Linked DNA regions of Sus scrofa: region 1 is linked to region 2. Evidence: chromatin contacts called from public Hi-C data. All regions are on one chromosome and are shown on one strand. The core of a region is the stretch at or near the end of the contact, and the rest is flanking DNA. Distances in the headings are between cores, read along the strand shown.

Region 1 (5,637 bases), core at 2,949-5,448, 480 kb before region 2:
AATTGGAGCTACAGCTCCTGGCCTACACACACAGCCACAGCAATGTGGGATCTGAGCCGCATCTGTGACCTACACTGGATCCTTACCCACTGAGCAAGGCCAGGGATTGAACCCGCAACCTCATGGTTCCTAGTTGAATTCATTTCTGCTGCACCATGACAGAAACTCCATCTTTTTATTTCTTTTTGTTCTCTGAGTGCTGGAATTCCAAAACTGTGTTGAATAAAAGTGGCAAGAGTGGGCATATGTGTCTCATTCCTGAGCTCAGAGGAAATGCTTTCAGCTTTTCACCATTATGTACGATTTTAGCTGTGGTTTTGTCATATATGACCCGTATTATATTAAACTATAATATAACAAACTATGTTCCCTCAAACCCCACTTTCTGGAAGTTTTGTTTTTGTTTTTATCATGAATGGGTGTTGAATTTTATCAAAAGCCTTCTTTATTGAGATGATCATGTTTTTTTTTCCTTCAATTTGTTTAATTTTGGGGGGGATTAGGGCTGCATCTGCGGTATATAGAAGTTCCTGGGCTGGGGTCTAATTGGAGCTGCACCTGCCGGCCTTTGCCACAGCCATGCAGTTCCAGATCCAAGCCACATCTGTAACCTTTGCTGCAGCTTATGGCAGTGTCGGATACTTAACCCACTTAGTGAGGCCAGGCATTGAACCCACATCCTCATGGACAGACACTGTGTTGAGTTCTGAACTTACTGAATCACAGTGGGAATTCCCATATTCTTCAATTTGTTAATGTGGTTGTATCACACTAATTGATTTGTGGATATTGAAAAATCCTTACATCCCTGGGATAATTCCACTTGATCATAACATATAATCCGTTCACTGTGTTGCTGAATTCATTTTGCTAGTATTTTGTTGAGGGTTTTTGCACCTATGTTTATCAGTAAACTGGCCTGTAATTTTCTTTTTTTTTTTTTTTTGTGGTATCTTTGTTTTTGGTATCAGGGTGATGCTGGCCTCATAAAATGTGTTCAGAAGTATTTCTTTCTCTGCAGTTTTTTTGGAAATAGTTTGAGGATTAGTCTTAACTCTTCTCTGAATATTTGGTAGAATTCACCTGTGAAGCCATCTGGTTCTGGAGTTTTATTTGTAGGGAGTTTTAAAATTACATATTCAGGAGTTCTTGCCATGGCACAATGGGGTCTGCAGCATCTCTGCAGTGCCAGGATGCAGCACAGTGGGTTAAAGGATTTGGTGTTGCCACAGCTGTGGTGTACATTGCAACTGTGGCTTGTATCTGATCCCCAGTCTGGGAACTCCATATGACAAGGGGCAACCAAAAGTGAAAAAAGAAATTACAGATTTAATTTCTTTTCAAATTCATGATAATTGTTCATGTTCATATTTCTTCCCATCTTGGGATATTTTACCTTGCTAAGTATTTTTTGATTACTTCTAGGTTGTCCATTTTATTGCCATGTTTTTGTTCATAGTAGTCTTTATCGATCCTTTGTCATTTCTCCTTTTCCTTTTCTGATTTTGTTTTGTGCCCTTTTTTCTTGATGAGTCTGGTTAAAAGTTTATCAATTTTGTTTATCTTTTCAAAGAACCAGATTTTGGTTTCATTCATCTTTTCTATTTCATTTATTTCTGCTCTATTAGTTGTAATTTCTTTCCTCTACTAACTTTGGATTTTGTTCTTCTTTTTGTAATTGCTTTAGATATAAGGTAAGGTTGTTTATTTAAGATTTTCTTGTTTCCTGAGGTATGCTTTTATCACTATCAACTTCCCTCTGCTTTTGCTGCATACCATAGGTTTTGGATCATCTTGCTTTTGTTTTCATTTGTCTCTAGGTATTTTTTGATTTCTCCAGTGATCCATTGGTTATTTAGTGTTGTATTGTTTAGCCTCCACATGTTTGTGGGTTTTTTGTATTTTTTTTTTGGTAGATGATTTCTAGTGTCATAGCATTGTTGTCAGAAAAGATGCTTGATATGATTTCCATTTTCTTAAATTTACTGAACCTTGTTTTGTGACCTAGCATGTGATCTATCCTGGAAAGTGTCCCAAGTGCACTTGAAGAAAATCTGTACTCTATTGCTTTCAGATGGAATGCTTTTTATATATCATTTAAGTACATTTGGTCTAATGTGCCATTTAAGGCTACTGTTTCCTTATTGATTTTTTTCTGTCAGGATGATCTGTCAATTGATGTTAGTAGAGTTTAAAGTTTCTCACTATTATTATGTTACTTTTGATTTCTCCTTTTATGTCCATTAATATTTGTCTCATATATTTAGATGTTCCTCTGTTGAGTGCATATATGTTTATAAAATTGTTATATCTTCTTCTTGGATTGATCCCTTTATCATTATGCAGTGTCCTTCTTTGTCTCTTGTAACAGTGTAACAGACTTTATTTTTAAAGTCAATTTTATCTCATGTAAGTATTGCTACTTTGGCTTTCTTTTGATTTCCACTTGCCCTTCACTGGAATTACCTTCTCCTTTCTCTATGAATAGTTCAATTTTATATCAAATAGGAAAGGATGGAAATCTGTTCTTTTACTCAGTATTTGTTGAGTACCTTCCAAATTTAGGACAGAATGCCAAGATGCTGGTGGGAAGGCTGTGTGATTCAGGCAGGGTGTTCTTATGGCAGGAGAGTTACATGTTTGAAAGGCCTTAGGAGTGGAACCAGAATAGAAAAAAAGAAGCCAGTGTTTACAAAACAAAGGAAAAAAATGATAGGACTTGGTCCTGTCTTTATACCATTCCCTAAGAAGTACATTATTTGATTCCAGCACACTTGCCTAGAGCGTCCTTAGTAACTACTTCTCTTGGCTCTTCTGGAGAAAGCAGCTGTAGCCAAGGTAGTTGTTGACCATGTTTTATGCCTTTCTTCAGTCTAGGCACATCAGAGAGATCAGAGAAGTATTGATTCCCAGAGAGTGCTAGTTGATAAAGGGGGAAGCTTGTGTCTTGCCAGGAGTATCCTGGATTGTGTCATATAAAGCCTAGAAACAACTCCTGTTGGGTAAGGGAAACAGTGATAGGAAATGAAATATGGCTCTAGAAGTATTTAATATAAGTTGGAAACATACTGAAGTTGAAAACTATTGTGATAGTTTATATTCATTTAGTTTATGTTTATTTCTCCCCCTCCCACCCCTAGCCATGCAGTTGTATCCCTTTAATTAAGTTAGAGAGAGGAATCCTAAAATGTGCCATTAGGATTGCTGTCAGATGACTGAGTCAAATTGTTCCTGTATATTTACACATATACACACACTTAAAAGGAAGCAAACATGCCATTAAATTTCTTTTGATTCAAATAATTATTTTGATTCCATTAATAATTCTTAGAATATTGAGTATCAATCAGAGAGATGTCAGATGTTCAGTTATTGTTTGGGGAAAATATTTTAAAAATGATCACTGGACAGAGAGAAGTAAGCAAGTCTTAATTCTCGGTTTTTTTTTTTTTCTTTTTTTTTTTTAAGCTAGTAATTATCTTTTAAAAAGCAGTTGTGGGGTTCTCTTGTGACAGTGTTTTGAGAATTCAGCATTGTCTCTGCCGTGGCTTGGGTCACTGCTGTGGCACAGGTTTGATCCCTGGTCCAGGAACTTCCATATGCTGTGGGTGTGGCCGAAAAATTTTTGAAATTAAAAAAATTTTAAAGTAAAAAATAAGTTTTATCTATTGTACCCAATAACCATTACTTTAAATACAGCTGGAACTCTGGTGCCCTCTAGTGGTCAGAAAATCTAAAAATACTGTTTTACATGAGCTTTCATTTTATCTTTGGCTTTTTAGCTTTGTGAAATAGGCATAGCCTAGATATTCTCTTCCATGTGACAGAGGCTTGTTTAGTGGCAAAACTAAGTAATGAATCAGAAACTCTCCTTTTAACTATACCCCCACACCTCTAGACTTGCAGCATTGAAGCACAGTGGTACCTAGGATTCTGCGGTGGAATGGCATTAGCTGTTACCAGATGAACTAAAGGAAGGAATGTTAATTCTAAAATCCCCAACAAAACCACATCTACTGGATGTGAGAAATCTTGCCTCTTAATGCTTCTAGGTAGCCCAGTTGATCCATTAAGAATGGATGTGGGGACCTTTTACAATTAAAATTCAAAAAGCGAACTACATGGAATAAACACCTGCTTTGAGATTACACAGATCTGGGCTCAAATCCAGCTCATGTCATTTGGCAAGTATTTATTAATTCCTAAGCCTTAGCTCCTCATGCAACATGAGGATGACAGTCACCTTCCATAGAGCTGTTAGGGACCTAGTGAGGCAGAGGGAAAATGTTGTCCTCAAACTGATAGCAAATGATATTAATAAAAAGAAGACTATTACTGAGCAGTATCTAGGCTGAGGAAAGAAATTATTAAAAGTTTTTTTCAGCTATTAGACACAGATGAGTTTGATTAAAGTTTCTTAAACTACTGGACCCATTCTCTCTGCCAAAGTCCCATAATAATCACACGACACTCATGCCTACTTGTTCATTCTTCTTTTTATTTTTTCAAAGCATGGAAAAATGAGGAAACAACTGACAAGTGAAGGGAGTTTGCACAATGGAAACCACCCTGACCATCTCTTGACTTTATAGGGAGCATAGGTGGGTAAGTGTTCCTTTAAAGTGATTTTGTCATAGAAGAGTCATCTGAAGTGGTTCTCATGGTGGGGGAGAGGAAAGACAAGCGATCAACATTCACAATTATTTAAAATGACTTAAAAGCTAAACATAACATATACAGTAAGTCCTTTATCCTAGTACAAAAATAGTGCCAGAAACTATATATTTGTTCAAATGTATTGAAAAGGTATAAGAATACAAATAGATATTAACAGTGGCTAGTGATGACTCATAAGGTTTTCTTTTCTTAAACTGTAATAGAAATTTATATTTTAAATTATTTACATGGTTTTCAACAACATTTATTAAGACATGTTTACACAGGCTTTTGAGAAGCATATGGAAGGGCAAAGTGAGCTTTAATACTTTCTTCCTCGCTCCCTGTGGTGGAGCAGAAGGGGTCCAAACTGTGCACAATTTAACAGTCTAAGAGAACTCTGAGTAATCTCTAGCTGGCTAGCATATGGAAAAATAATCTATATAGTGGAATATATGACTCTTTACTTGCATAAAGTATTCTTTAAGTTAACAACAGGTTATGTGATTCATACTTCAAAGAAGACATGATGTTTCACTGACAGATTCTTAATAAGTTCCAGGTAAAGAAGACCCTTGGAAAACTATACAATGTATATTATAGATGAAGATGAAAGTGATAACTGTATCCTAGATTTTCACCTCAAATCGACAGTATCAGAAGCTTTAAATCTCTTATCCAGCACTCCCTGCAGATACTGTGAGCTCAGGGTCACTGCTCTGTCTTCACAGCTGAGCACAGTGCCTGACATGTGGCAGGAACTCAATAGAAGATGCATCCAGACATATGTCTGATGCTGAGCAGCTATATTATACCACCTGGTTTTTACATACAGTTGTTCCCAACAGAGCAAAGTGATTATACTTTTCCTCCCTCTCATCTTAAACCACTCTTGTAAAACAAACCAAACAGCATTGCTTGTGATGTCCTGTAAAGTTTTAGGGGTACAATCTGGTAAAAACACAGGAAAATTGGAAATCA
Region 2 (5,409 bases), core at 2,564-5,063:
GTTTATGGAAGTATGATGACTATTAGTATTATCATAATAAATAAAAGCATACATTATTAAGTTAAAACATAGTGCTCAGGGAGTAGGGTGATGGTCATTAGCCCATTTCTCATGTTTTCATAAAGAAGAGTATACTTCACCTAGAGAGAACACATTTGGAGGAACTGGGGAGTAGAGGTTTTCTCTAGACCACAGTCTTGCATGAGATGATAGATATGAGGAAATAAAGAAAGTAGAATACCTAAATTTTCTAAGAAGGCAATAATGTCTCAAATGTCACTGAGAAAAAGTAGGCAATATATATGGAGAGATCCCTGCAAGCATCACCCAAACAAAACAAAACAAAAAACACTAAGAAATACCACTCACATATTTAATATGTAGGAGCACAACTGTTGGGCAATTTCTGCTTAGTGAATACAGAGTCCCAGGCTGTGGACTAGACATTGGTGCCACTGGATGGTCTGCCCTGGGACTGAGACCAGCTGTTCTCAGGTCTTCATTGTCTCCAACACAGGTACCACTAAGTTATTGGTCATACTCTTGGGCTAAACAATAGAAGTGCTGAGTGACATTACACCATTCACTTAATTTGGGGACCATAAATTTTGCTTGTGATAAATGCTGTAGTAGAGCTGCAGTTTATTTGGTGGATCCTGACCCTTTGGCGAGTAGAACTAACCAGATATTTGAATTAACTTTGAAGAGGCTGAAGAAGCTACATCCATTCCTATGAAAGATAGCCTAGAACACAGCTGCAAATAAAGGGACATAGACAGCTAAGTAAGGCCCTCTGGCCAAGACTGAGCCAGTTGTATAAAATTGGGAGTGAATGCATTGGGACTTGAATTTCTAGGGGCTTTTATTTGCAAGGGGATTTAGTTTTGAGGACATTGAATAATAAGAGTTTCCTGTTCATATTTGGGACATTCTTATGTTTTTGATCCAATCTTTGTATTCATTTCATTAAGTCTGGTGATCTATTTTAGATAACATGACTGGACGTAGTTAGGGATAAGAATAGAATAGGGAGTGAATTTTGAGCTTAGGTGCTGCATGGAATCCTATCTGACTCATGTTGCTAATAAGTCTTTTGTGAGCAAAAAGTGAAGTGCCCATCAGCAGTTCCAGAGGGAAACTTTGTGTAGAAAGAAGCAGAGTGTAGGATGATGAGAGCACAGTAGGACTGTGAGCAGGCAGCCTGCCCTGCGGAGAGGGACACCTGCCCTGACTTCCGACTTGCTTCCGTACAATGGGTTATGACATTGTTTTCCAGCCTTCCTTCATGTGGGTACGGCCTTTGTGATTTTTCTTTATTTGCATATCACCCATACTAATACTGATACATTTTTCTTTAAATGTTGTGTGTACTTTAAAAAATCTTTAGCTTATGCTGTGTTAAAATGTGTTCTATATTTTTCTAAATACAGATTAAAAAACATTAATTAATAAAATTTTTAAAAATGCCTGTCACCACAGGCTACATAAAATCAACTGGCATAATGCCAGTGAAACACACACTCAACCTGGCAGATATTGGGAGGGGTGCATGCTTTTCCACTCTTCAGGTTTCTGTTTTAATCCTATTGATGGAAAGTGATATTGGAGAAATATTTTGGTCCCCTGTCTCCACCTTCTCTCTCACACCATCCCAAGCAACAGAAAACTCTTTCTGAGACTTGTAGGAGCTCAGGTAGAGTGCTTTCTAATCTGCCCTTGGCATTCAGGGTTAAGGGCTTCTTACACACCATGCTGAAATTGGGCTTAGCTGGAATTGCGGAAGACTGGAGTTGTCTGACTGTTCCATAGTTTATATATGGAGGAACAGCAACAGCTTATTTCTGTGCTAGGTCTAAGCATTATTCTCCTACTCAGCTTTACTAGAGAACCCCATAATTTGGATGATAATACATACACTTCAATGTCTGTTTTCTGTGTCTCTTCCTCAAACTGGTTAAAGCCCAAATTCTAACACAGCACTTAGTTACAAAAACAAGTGAAAGAATGAGACAAGAAAATGTTGATGGAAGAAAATGAATGTATATAGCAAAATAGTCTGTTTATAAACATTTAGTTATAACTGATTATGAAAAAGTATTTTTTTTTTTTGATGGCTGCACCAATGGCATATGGAAGTTTTTTGGCCAGGGATTGAATGGAAGCCACAGGTGTGACCACAGCTGCAGCAATGCCAGATCCTTAATCCACTGTGCTGGGTGGGGGATTGAATCCATGCCTCTGCAGTGACCTGAGCTACTAGAGTCAGATTCTTAACCCCACTGTTCCACACTGGGAACTTCAGAAAGGTTTTTTGTTTTTGTCTTTTTAGGGCCACACCCGAAGCATATAGAAGTTCCCAGGCGAGGGGTCAAATCAGAGCTGCAGCTGCCAGCCTACACCACAGCCAAAGCAATGCAGGATCTGAGGCATGTCTGCAACCTATACCACAGCTGATGGCAACGCAGAATCCTTAACTCACTGAGCTGGGCCAGGGATCAAACCTGCATCCTCATGGATACTAGTCAGGTTTGTTTCCAGTGAGCACAAAAGTAACTCCCAGAAAGTATTTTTTAAAGTTAATACACCTCTATGCTCAAATATTGTGGCTAAGAGTTCTCACTTGGATTCATGTGGTATTGTAGTCTCCTTGGCGGAGGCTACACACTGGAGCAGAAGAGACTCATCCTTGTTCCCCAGCCTCTGAGATATAGTAGCAAGAATATTGGCTTTGGATTTGGGCCTGAAGTGAATTCTGAATGTTTGATGTTGGGCAAATTACTTAACCTTCCTAAATCTGTTTTTAACATGTGTAAAAGAGATAGTAACCCTCATAGGGTTGTTGTGAGATAATACAGATAATTATTGAGATAATGCATGTAGTATACTAATTTGATGCCAAATTCCCTCCCTGCTTACAAATTGAGCTAAAGATATACTGTAAAGGATTCTTTTTTCATTCAGTGTTTTTTTCATGGTTATCCTCTGGGACTCCCTGGGCATCAGCAGTTATAAAACCTTCATTTTGTATCCACTCCTTCCCTTTCCAAACTCTTCTTCCTTCATAGCCCTGAATTGAGATTTTTGGGCTTATTCCTTTTTCCACAGGACTCATCATTTGGGACTCACACTTCATCATTTTCTTTATTTCACGGCTCTCTCCCCATGTCTCATCACCAGTCTCCACAGCGTGTAGCTCAGGTCTACCACTTCCCCACCACACAACCTCTGTTCACCTAGAAGGGACCAGGCTGAACACGTGCACAACACCCAACTGGTGCTTGACACACAGTAGATAATCATTGCCTGTGAATTTCCTTCCTTAGATCTGCAAGCTGTGAATTGGTTTTTACAGAGCTGTATTGACTATTGTGATTAAGTACAGTGATCCAAGAACTGTATTTTAGACAAGAAATTTTTTGGACATCACTGAATCAAATCTTTAAAACCACTGACTTTTGCATTTAGTGAGACTGTCATTCAGATAGAAATCATATCCATGTCTGGGCATCCACTTGATTTGTCCATATCTAGTTTTTAAATGTTTGAAATCTTTCCCTTGCATGGAAATGGAGTATGGGTGGCCTGCTTATACTTGGAGGTCTTTTTCAGGACAGAAGAAATTCCAAGACAATAAACATTTTAATCTGATATTAAGTTCCTTTGTGCAAACAAGCTTGCATAGCAAAATGGTGCAGATAAATGTAGAAGAAAATGGCTCTCACACAAATAAATGAAACTATATTATGTTTCTCTAGTATAAAAATAGATCAAATGGTAGGAGGACAAAAATAGGTGAAGTGGTAACATAAACTGACTTGTGTAATCAGAGGGTCAACTCTGACATTTTTCTCTCTGGGCCTTTTCTAATAGTTTTGTTGCTAGGACTACAGTGTTTTTGCCAGATTGGAACAGGATTGTCAACTCTAATGGAGATTAAGTAGCTTTCCCAGCTAGATTTTTTTTTTTTTTTAAATAAGCATTGGTTAATACTGCTGGCTTTCAAAGCTGTATTCATGAAGAATGGAAAGATCGCTAAAGATCTGTTTTTAGAAAATATAACTAATAAAATTTGAATTTTAGTAGACAGGTTCTATTCCATAGATACTCCAACACAAATTTTTTTCGTATTTACATTGAACAAAATAAGTTGAAATGTAATGTTATACGTTGAATAAAAAAAAGAATGGGAAATTTAGATTAAGCCGGAAAATAATACCCGAAGGAGTAACTGAACAATTCTTCTGATTAGTTGGAAAGTGTTTCACAACTGCTTGAAAATTCACTTTATTAACATTATAGATAAGGTATAGGATAAAGTACTGTCTTTTGTTTCCTTCCATTCATTGGTCCAAGTCATCTGAGGAAAGGGTAAATACAAACTCACCCAGTGAAACTCAGAGCCCAGTAAAGGAAAACTAATTTGTTTGGACACTCAGTTGCTAAAGGGGATGTAGATCAGAACCATAAGAAAAGGATGAAGAAACATTCCTTTTGATGTGCTTGTTATGGAGTCAAATGAGCTTCCTTGGCTGCAGGCAAAAAGGGACCATCTAAACTTTAAAAAACATGGTACTGTTTGCATGCTCATTGACCCCCACAATTCTGCATGTGCACTAAAGCATGAGAATTGGATGAAATAATCCATGTAAAGTGCCTAGCAAATGAAAAATATGGTGTTTTTCCCCCTGAAGTCTTTATATTTTTGTAGCCAGAAATCCAGTGTTAACTTTCAGTGAGAAAAGCTGAAGATCAGCCTTTAGTCAACTATCATGGCATTAGTGACACCTGGTGGAAAATATAGGCATTGCAATTTAGCATTATTATAACTATTCTGAGCTTTCATGTAAATGAGTAAAACTAGATAAATTTTATAGACTAAGCAATTAAATAGAAACAGAGGTAAAGAAAAAAAATTAAATGTCTGTGTGGATACCTACCTAAACCAGTATTATTTCTATTTCTGCATAACTATTCTTATTCAGGAAAAGACTTGTGAGTGGACCTGTTAGCCAGCTTCAACTACTCTTTAGGGAACAGGCTCTTGCAATGGCATTCAGGATACCCATCGTCAAATACTGGCCTGTTTGTCCAGCAGCACTAAGACATGAAAGAATGCAAGAAATTGCCCTTTACTCTTAAGGAGCACACAACTGGATCAAAGAGATGAGATTATCCAGATGAAATAACAGACAGATATATAATGAAATAAACCTGTTTGGTCACTTCATGGTCCTTTGCCATATATTGTCCTCTCCTTTATAAGATCCCAGGCTTCAGAAAGGCCAGGGCTTGGTTTCATTCATTCTGGCACTTGGCACACAATATTCTGTACATTAATAGACCTTCACAATATAATTTTTGATTGAATGGATACAGACTGTATTTACTTAAAAGTGAAGGATAAATGAG

The links. A called contact is a pair of places that touch in the nucleus more often than the background predicts.
Region 1: a Hi-C map of skeletal muscle shows a contact between it and region 2, with 5 times the contacts expected there. The contact joins two enhancer-like sites. A contact is called at or near these places in 4 of 47 Hi-C or Micro-C datasets (embryonic fibroblasts, heart right ventricle and skeletal muscle) and 1 of 2 datasets of contacts at active chromatin or transcription factors (skeletal muscle).

Annotation. Positions count from the first base shown.
Region 1 is chr8:104,419,797-104,425,433 of Sscrofa11.1, reverse strand. PDE5A (cGMP-specific 3',5'-cyclic phosphodiesterase) reads right to left here. Exons shown (of 22, transcript XM_021101648.1): 22 at 4,479-5,637. Among named protein-coding and RNA genes, the nearest start is that of FABP2, 42 kb to the left of the region's middle. Within about 2 kb of position 4,198, at least 6 of the 83 cell types and tissues checked have an H3K27ac peak or open chromatin away from gene starts, as enhancers often do. A contact at or near this core is called in skeletal muscle, where this site is marked.
Region 2 is chr8:103,938,690-103,944,098 of Sscrofa11.1, reverse strand. No RefSeq gene overlaps it. Among named protein-coding and RNA genes, the nearest start is that of MAD2L1, 14 kb to the right of the region's middle. Within about 2 kb of position 3,813, at least 3 of the 83 cell types and tissues checked have an H3K27ac peak or open chromatin away from gene starts, as enhancers often do. A contact at or near this core is called in skeletal muscle, where this site is marked.